3 separate regions of the Mus musculus genome follow, and regions 1 and 2 are each linked to region 3. The links are chromatin contacts, called in public Hi-C maps. All regions are on one chromosome and are shown on one strand. Each heading gives the region's core, a stretch centred on a gene start, on an enhancer-like site or on the middle of the called end of the contact. The rest is flanking DNA. Distances are from core to core; before and after follow the strand shown.

Region 1 (2,932 bases), core at 105-2,604, 400 kb after region 3:
TGCCTTGGTCCTTCTAAAAACAGAGAACCCTGCCAGACTGAGTTGTTCATTTACACATCGATTCTTTGACATCATAGAAACTGTCATTTGAACTGGATTCTCAGAATAATTGGTTTCCTCTTAGAAAACAAACTCCTCAGGCTCTTTTGCAAATCAATCTTGGCATTAATCTTTGTGGAATGTCCACATTGGGGAGCCAGCAAGAGATGGTTATTGATTAGCATTTCCTTCCTTGGGAATGGCCTTTAAATTCGATGAACTATCCTGAAAGCTGCCTTTCAAAGTATGACCTCTTTCCTAAATTGGTCTTCAACACTTGTTTATGAAGAAGAAAAAGGAGGAGAAAGAGATGAGGGGGAGAAGAAAGGGGAGGATGTTGAGGAGGAAGGATCATAAAGAAACACACAGCCAACTATTGAAGGAAATACTTATTTCTTAGTATATGGACGAAATGGCCTGGCTGAGCTCCACGTTAAGTCAAGGAGAGGTTCTGCCCAAGTCACAGGAAACACAGTGGATGGTGAGAAAGATCGCCCCCATTTGCACAACTCTTGTATTTTGGTCATGTTCATGTATATCTGAATGAGTGAATGAGCACAGGCTTCCAGTCCAGTCAGAGGCGGGACGCTGCCAACAGCTACGCTGGAAGGGTCAGACTGTTTGGAGGTAGGCGCAAGGTTCAAGATCTGCCCTTGTGAAAAGAGAGACCAGAGTGGGGTAAGAGGGAGGTCAGAAGGTCAGCCCCCTAAGACTCCTTTTAGTAAGAGAATGAAACAGATTCAGAGAAATTCACTTTACTTAATGCTCTGCTCCCTAAACATAGACAAGAAAGAGTTGGGAGGAGTGAGGTCCAAGGGTAGAGGGATGGCGGGTTTGGCTAGAAAGCTGCCATTAGGAAGGCAGAGGATACAGATAAAAGCTTGACCGAAGTGGGACAGGGAATCTGATGACAAGCATGGTATTTGAAGAGATCAGAGTTCTACAAAAAAGCACCAGGCCAAGGAATGACTAGGCAGACTTGCAGGCAGTAGGGTTGAAACCAGGCTAGGTGGAACACATGGAGGAATGCCCACTGTCAAACCTCACAGAGAATGTAGATGGCTGTCCTGGAACTTGCCTTATAGACCTCAAATTCACAGAGATCTGCCTACCTCTGGCCCCTAACCCCCAAGTTCTGGTACTAATAAATGGTAGAAGTGCCATTTATTAACCACACCGAAGAGAGGATGAGGCCCAACTCAATGACTTTGTAAACAAAACTTTGCTGACACAATTAAAAAAAAAGGACAGCCAGGGAGACAGCTCAGCAGGTAAAGGTGCTTGTTGCTAAGCTTGAGGACTGGAGTTTGATTCTTTAGACCCACATGGTGGAAGGAGAGAACTGACTACCCCAAATTAACCCCTAGCCTCCAATGTGTAAGGTGTACAGAATAAAACAAATATGATACAAATTTTCAAACGAAATAAGTCAGCTTGGAGGAAAAGAGGTAAGCATTTCATGCAGGGACAGTAGTGTCCACTAACGTCTGGAGTCATCAGTGTTGAAGCAATGGTGGATTTCCAGGGAGAAGGATGACTCACTACAGGAAAGCCAAGGTCCAGCTGAGCTCGGGCGAGCCTTGTATAGGAAGCCAATTTTATCAGGAAGAATCCGCAGAGACCAGTGTTCTGGATGAGGAAATGCCGGCTAACATCACTTTTGAACTTGGAATGAATCTGCCGCTAGGAATGGCAAGAGAATAAAAGATGGAAGAAGCAATTGCAAAGAGAGGAAAATCACGCTGGTTTCTGAGAATGCTGTTGCCTTGTTTGATGAACTAGCCTATTTGTTTTGGCTCCAACTAAACTCAAGAATGTTTCTGCATATTTTACAGTGTAGTTTATAGACATCAAAGGAACAGTCTCCCCTTTCATCGTTATTTACACATAAAAATAATGCAATTTGTGGTGCATGTACAAGTAACTTCTTAAAAAGCTCTCGAGTCTAATTTATTAATTGCTTGAGATTTAAAGTTAAACAAGGGTGAGATGCAAATCATCTGGTACTCTGAAACATTTTACCACCAAATCTTGTTTTATTAATGAGATGCTGAACAGCCATATGAATATTTATGTAGGTGGTTAGAGGGCTTTAGGAAGAGTCCTGGAGCAAGTGACAGACATAAAAGGAAAAGGGTTCTAAGTCTCTTGAAAAAAATGGGGGCAGCTTCTTTGTTTATAGACCACTCTTTCTTCTGTGCTTCCAACACTAAAGCATCGCTCTCTGTACCCGGCCCAGCACTCCATCCCGTTCTGTGCTGCTCCAAAGCTTTAGTTTCTGTCAAGGCGGCGTGATGGCAACAGTCCTCCTTTTGGGTGGCAGAACTCTGATTTTCCAATAATAAGATTTTTGAAAAAAAATCCATGTAAAATATTACACATCATTTGTGTATTTGATTGACTCTGATTCAGTTCCTTAGAAATTTCACATGAAGCTGCTTCATTTCATGTTGTATAATGGATAAAAGCTAGAACTGAGCCATTGCTCCTGATTTAGAAAGCACATTTATGCAGAATTATTCACGGCACTAGAACCGTCTATTAACACTCTAGTTTTCCTCACTAACATTTTGTAATATTACAAATTAATACATCTCTATATATTAATTCTATATTTGTTGTTGGGAAAGCACACACACAACCTACATATATACACACTTTGTATTTCCTTATTTATTTATTTATTTTTTACATTTCAGATGTTACCCCCCTCTTCCCAGAATTTCCTCTTATAAGGTATACATGTACCTCAGCCTATCCCTGTTGAAGTCCGTGTGTAAGCTCGGCAGCAACAAAGATAACCTACATTAGGTATCCCAGCAGGTAGTGGGCTCCAGCCTGGCTTTCCCAGGAGCTTTTCTCGACATGTCAATCTAACCCCGGCCTATCTTCT
Region 2 (2,794 bases), core at 232-2,731, 290 kb after region 3:
GCCACAACGAGTGCCATCCCTTTCTGGCGGGCAACTGAGTAGAGCTGCCAGAACACCAAGGCCTTGATGCTGTGGCTGGACTTGGTAATGTGTAAGGGTCACCCAGGTGGTACTGGTTTTGAAGGCATGAAGGAGTTGAGCAGAGCAGCTGAGGCTTGGCACTGTGAGAGGCCATGGAAGGCCATTGGTGAAGGTGCAGCCTCAGTTGCAATTGATGGCCCAGGACTGAAGGGGTCATGCAGTGTTTTGGAGATGCCAGTACCATGAGATGACTACCAAGAGCAGCAGCAGCAGTGGAGTACAGGCATCTGGAGCCTAGAGGATGACACGTGTGCTACAAAGGGCATGGCTGGAGAAGTGACCCAAGCCCTTGGAGGAGCCCAGAAGATCGTAAGTTGGATCCCAGACATTGGACGGTTGGAGATTGACTTTTGCTTTTGATTGTGACTGTGCCCTGATATTTTCCCTCTTGAAGGAAGAAACTGTTTTAGTGGAGCCCACAGTTAAGAGACTTTTAATTGTAAAAAGACTTTGGATTTTAAAAGAGATGGATATTTTAAAGAGATTGCTGTCCCGACACCAAAGAAGACGAGTGAGGTACATGAGAGCACATTCTCTGGTCTCTGAGGCATTGTGGGGGAAGAGGGAAGCATGGCCATGAGAGCTTGGAGAAGAAACACAGGCCCCATGCTTTCCCGAAAGCAGCCACACTGACTGGATGGACAATGGCCACTCTACCCAGAAGCCCCTTGCCTTTGAGGGGCTCCTGTGAATCACCGATGTCACACTGGGGAGTTCCCTGGAGTAGCTGAAGGGCATCTGTCCCCACAGCTATGGAGAAGCAGTTTGGGTATGAGCCTTAGAGTCTTGGCATTTTTGTAATTATCTCAGTTTTCCATTGAAATGGAAATGTCTTCCCACCTACCCTGTTTTACTGGAACGTCCTGTAGGGTAGGTCTTCTGTTGTTCTCAAAAAGAGGCAGCGTTTGGAACAGTCGGAAATGACTTTAAAGAACAGTCAAGCCATCCATTCAGTTAAATCGGAGTCAGCTAGAAAAAAAAAAAAAAAAACTTCCCAAACTTCTTTAGTGGATGACATTTTCAAAGCAGAATTCTTTTCTTTCTTTCTTTCTTTCTTTTTTTTTCCAAAATACCACAAGCAATGCATTGAGTTCAGGGAATACTGCCTGCCAAGCTTCAAGTTTTATATTTAACCTTTCTTCTTTTTTAACGTCTTTGCAAAAACATGCTTGGAACTCTTCAAAACCCTTTCAGCTTGAAAGTTTGGAGGAAAGTCTTAGTGGATGAAACTCTCAGTTCTCAACTTCCCCATAGCTTCCGTTCCTCTCCTTGTGTTAGGGAGAAAGATTATTATCATCGCCTGCTCACCAAAGAAGCCGGCATGTGGTGCTGGCTGCTGGCTCGAACATCACATACTTCTTGGATGATGTATCATCAGCTCAAAACCTAAGCACAGGTTGGCCCTAGAACTCATAATCTTTCCGCCATAGCCTTCCAAAGAGTGTTGGGATTATAGACACCACTATATCCTGTGTTTCTCTAAGGCAGCTCGTCTCAACCTTTCTACTGCTGTGACCCTTTAAGACAGCTCCTCACGTTGTGGTGACCCCCCCCCCCCCCCCGAGATAAAAATTACTTTTGTTGCTTTGTGACTGTAATTTTGTTACTATTATGACATCGCAACATAAATATCTGTGGTTTTGATGGGGGGGGACGGTCAGTCGGAACCCACAGGTTGAGAAACACTGCTCTATGGCATGAGCTCATAGCTGTGGAGCCCTTAGGGGTGAGAAACCCTAAAAACCACGGATATGATAGGAACACAACACTGAACACAGCACACTCGTGTTACAGAGGATGGTGTTGTGTAGTCAAGCCCCGTCTTTGAAGTTGAAAATGTACACATTAAGTGGGACTGGGAGCTGGTCTAAGAGCTAAACTTTTAAAGAGTTGGTGGTAGAATACCTGATAGAATACAGAAATTGGATTAGTGGTGAAATTCTGAACATGGTGTCCTTTGGCTCAAAAAAAAAATCATCTCGTTCTATTTTTTCCCCCTGGGGCCCAGCAAAGTACTCTGGCCCTAAACATCAGCTCCCTAATCTGATTTTCCTTCTCTCTGGCATGTATTTTATTAACCCATTTTCTCATTTACCCACTGTGAATAGCTCAGTGGGTAGCATCCTTCTTAGAAAGTGAAAACCTCCTGGGAGACGCTGCACTGGAGCAGAAATGCACACAAACCCCTCTGGCCCCAGTGCAGGGAAGAAAAAGCCCCGTCTGTAATCCTGTCTGGTGAATCCGCACATTGTGTTCCGACCTTCCAGGAGAGCGAAGGCCTGATTAAAACACGGGGCCGTCGAGGAATGCAGCTCATAATAGGCTGGCAGCTTGCGACGTGATTAATGTTGAGGTGGGGGTGAAGAGCGAGCAGGCCTTCCTTCCCCAGGCAAACCCTCCCACAATTCTGCCACCTGGCAGCAAGCTACGGTGCTCCAACAACACCAGGAGCTGGAGGGCAGCGAGGGCTGGAGTCTGCCACGTGACTGGAATCAGCCACGTGACCTGAGTTAGTCCCGCTACCATCTTGGTTTAATGACCATGGACGGCCACGTCTCCTCCCAGAGCCAATGTATGAAGGCAACCCTGAGCAGGTGGCCATGCTACACAGTGAAGGACAGTTGGAAAATGTTCAATCCTTTGTCTCCTGGCTTAAAGATGTAGGTGCGGATGCCTCTATTTCAAAGACAGAGCTTTATGGTAGGGGGAATTC
Region 3 (2,962 bases), core at 78-2,577:
GGTGTCTGTCTTACGTGTCTTTCTTCTCTACCCACAGGAGGCCAGTGGCACCTTTCATTTTAAAGTGTGAGCATCCAAACTGTCCCGATTGTCCCCAGGGACTGAAGTTGTTCAGGTAGGAAAGGCAATGTGTGTGGAGGTCAGCATCCTCTACCATGTGGCCAGCAGCCACATGCAGGTCAGATATGGTCCAACCTGAGATGTGTGCTCTGACAACCAAATAGACCCCAGAGTTTGGTCAGCCAGTCTGATGGTAAATGTAACACACCTCATTGACAATTTTAAAGCATTGATTCCATGTTAAAAGAACAGTACTTTGCATCTTCTTGGGTAATTCAAGTATTCTATGACATCCGTTTCATCTATTCCTTTCTATTCTTTAGTGTGTTGGGGTGTATGCAGGCATATGTGCACAGCTGCCCAACGTGGTTGCTGGGAACCAACCTTACGTGGATAGTGGGAACTGAGGTTGGTTCGCCTGAGTTCCTGCGACAGCTGGTTACACAGTCCTCCTGCGTAACTGCCCTAGAGCTGCTCCATCAGTTGTTCAGCCCTGCTCTTCCTTCTGGGGTACCCCAGGCTCAGTGCTCTGATCCCATCCCATTAAACCTCCATCAAAGAAGCATCCATGGCTATCTCATGATGCCCCAAGGAAGCCCAAGAAACCCTCTTTCTGGGACACTATCTCCTTGACTGTCTTGTAGGTTGGTGAGGTGAGTTTCTAGCATGTGGCTATCTCTCTGTCTCTCTCCTCCCCATAGCTCAACGTTGGAACTGTATTTTATTTGAATGACATCAGCTCACCAGAAGAGAGAGAGAGAGAGAGAGAGAGAGAGAGAGAGAGAGAGAGACAGAGAGACAGAGAGACAGAGAGACAGAGAGACAGAGAGACAGAGAGAATGCCCCAGGGATTGTTTTACCCATTCAGAGCACAGCCTACAGCAGGTCAGCCTGCCCTGAGCCATCTTGTTCCTCCGTCTGCGTTCCAGAAAGTCACCCATTGTCCATCTGCCTGTGAATGCTTCTGCCCAGAGCCTTCTGGACGTTTTGGCCACGCTATGATCAACCTCACATAGTGGCTGATGCTTTCTCATCAAAGCTGTCCCTTCCCTTTGATTTTTGTCTTTAGGGCAGGATGACAAAGACAAAGGATAAAGGTCCTCTCTGGTCTTCTTAGTTCAGGCTGAGAATAGAGAAGAATGAAGAGGGAGTTTTATAAAAACTGCTGTGTGCACCAGGTTGAAGAACCTGGGCGGGTTCCCAGGGCTTCTGGGCCCTCTGCTTAGGATAGCCAGTAGGTGGCTCTGCTACACAGTTAGGTGACATGAACCAGAAAGCAGGTCTGGAAAGCTAACTCTTCCTGTAACAGGCTGCCTGGGAGTGTTCTGAGGGTTCCTGGGGCTGCCTTCTTGGGAGAAGGGAGGAGAGACACGTTAGGGTTCAGGGGGAATAGTGAAGATTAGAAACACAAGACAAAGTGTAGGGACAGAGCGACGGACAGGTGTGCACAGAGGGAAGGAGCCAGCAGGCCAAAGAAGCCCCAAGAGAGGGCCAGTTCTGTAGGGAGCATGGTCAAAGGTGGCAGGTTAGGAGGAAATTCACATCCCCAGGAGGGAGGCAGAGTCTGGGTTTGATTCTCTACTCTTATTCTAGCTGTAGGGCTTTGGGCAAATGCCCCAGTCTCTGCTTCCTACCCTGTGAACTGAAGATCTAATGCCATTACAGGGTTGTTGGACCATTTAAATGAGAGTCCAGGAGAGAGAGACCTGCCACAAGATAGACATTAGAACTATTTGGTATGGCACCTTGTTGGACACGCGTTAATCAACACCGGCTAAGCAGTGTGCACTGTGCTATGGCCTACATCCTTCTGGACACTCAGGAACTTTTATTTATCTACAGGGGACCAGGCTATCAGGAGACATTGGCTACAAACCTGCATGGCCTTCACCACTCACCTGTCCAAGCCCCACTAAAGAAGCAACTAGGGGACTCGGAAACCAGATTCTTTCAAATTGGAAAGGCTGTAGAGATGTGGTCACTGAGAACAGGCCTGTTTCAGGGCATCAAGAGGAGCCACCATTTATCACAGGAAGAGTCACTGTGTGGGTGGGGAACACTTTAGAAGAAGGGAGGCCACATCCTGGAAGCTGGGATTTCTTCCTTCCTGAGATGTGTGGACAGGAACATGGTCCACCAGGGGACCGGAGGGCTTCTGGCTTAGGGAAGCTCAGGGGCCTTAGCATCCACACCCTAATGCTGCCACTGGTCATGTAGGGCAAGCGACATTAACCCCTTTAGAGCTTACTGCCTGCCATGGAGTTGTAAGTCATCAGTGAATCAGCCTGGGGAGTGCCGGGTAGAGCATGACATCACCACGAGGCAGAGGAAGTGAAGAGGATTGTTAAGATCTCATCATTCCACACGATTTCATTTTAATTCACCTTCGCTTTCAGGGAGGGTCACGGCAGGTCAAAACCATGAAGGGAACTGAATAAATACACATATGCACACACATACCACCTCCCTCCTGGGCGGAGTTATTGCTCATGGCAAGTCTGGGGTGGGGCTTGTCTCTTGGCTTTAAGTCAAATGTTTCTGAAAATTGTTATAACTCAGGCCAGTGGGATGGCTCATCGTGTGAAGGTAGCTGGTTACTTGAGTCAGATTCCCCAATATCCACGAAAAGATGAAGGAGAGAATCAACTTCATAGAGTTGTCCTATCTATACCATGGCAAGAACACTCTGCCTGCCATGAACACACACACACACACACACACACACCACTACCACCACCACCATCATCATCGTCATCAACAACAACAATAATAAATGAAATACAAATGTAAAAAGTATTATAGCTCTTTAGTCTGATGCTCAGGATATAACCCCAAACTGCATTTCTCTAAACATTTGTCAAAGGAATGGCCATGGATCATAGAAATAGAATTTTATAGATAA

What was found. A called contact is a pair of places that touch in the nucleus more often than the background predicts.
Region 1: a Hi-C map of uterus shows a contact between it and region 3, with 2.0 times the contacts expected there. The contact joins two enhancer-like sites.
Region 2: a contact with region 3 is called in a Hi-C map of uterus, with 2.3 times the contacts expected there. The contact joins two enhancer-like sites. A contact is called at or near these places in 7 of 484 Hi-C or Micro-C datasets (CD8 T cells, the HL-1 cell line, Th1 cells and 3 more) and 2 of 115 datasets of contacts at active chromatin or transcription factors (embryonic basal ganglia and embryonic stem cells).

The regions. Positions count from the first base shown.
Region 1 is chr11:108,779,738-108,782,669 of GRCm38.p6, reverse strand. All of the region lies in intron 23 of Cep112 (centrosomal protein 112), which reads right to left. Among named protein-coding and RNA genes, the nearest start is that of Cep112it, 36 kb to the left of the region's middle. Within about 2 kb of position 1,354, at least 17 of the 459 cell types and tissues checked have an H3K27ac peak or open chromatin away from gene starts, as enhancers often do. A contact at or near this core is called in uterus, where this site is marked.
Region 2 is chr11:108,885,263-108,888,056 of GRCm38.p6, reverse strand. All of the region lies in intron 2 of Gm46298 (a long non-coding RNA gene), which reads left to right. Among named protein-coding and RNA genes, the nearest start is that of Gm46298, 24 kb to the left of the region's middle. Within about 2 kb of position 1,481, at least 20 of the 459 cell types and tissues checked have an H3K27ac peak or open chromatin away from gene starts, as enhancers often do. A contact at or near this core is called in uterus, where this site is marked.
Region 3 is chr11:109,177,361-109,180,322 of GRCm38.p6, reverse strand. No RefSeq gene overlaps it. Among named protein-coding and RNA genes, the nearest start is that of E030025P04Rik, 34 kb to the right of the region's middle. Within about 2 kb of position 1,327, at least 16 of the 459 cell types and tissues checked have an H3K27ac peak or open chromatin away from gene starts, as enhancers often do. A contact at or near this core is called in uterus, where this site is marked.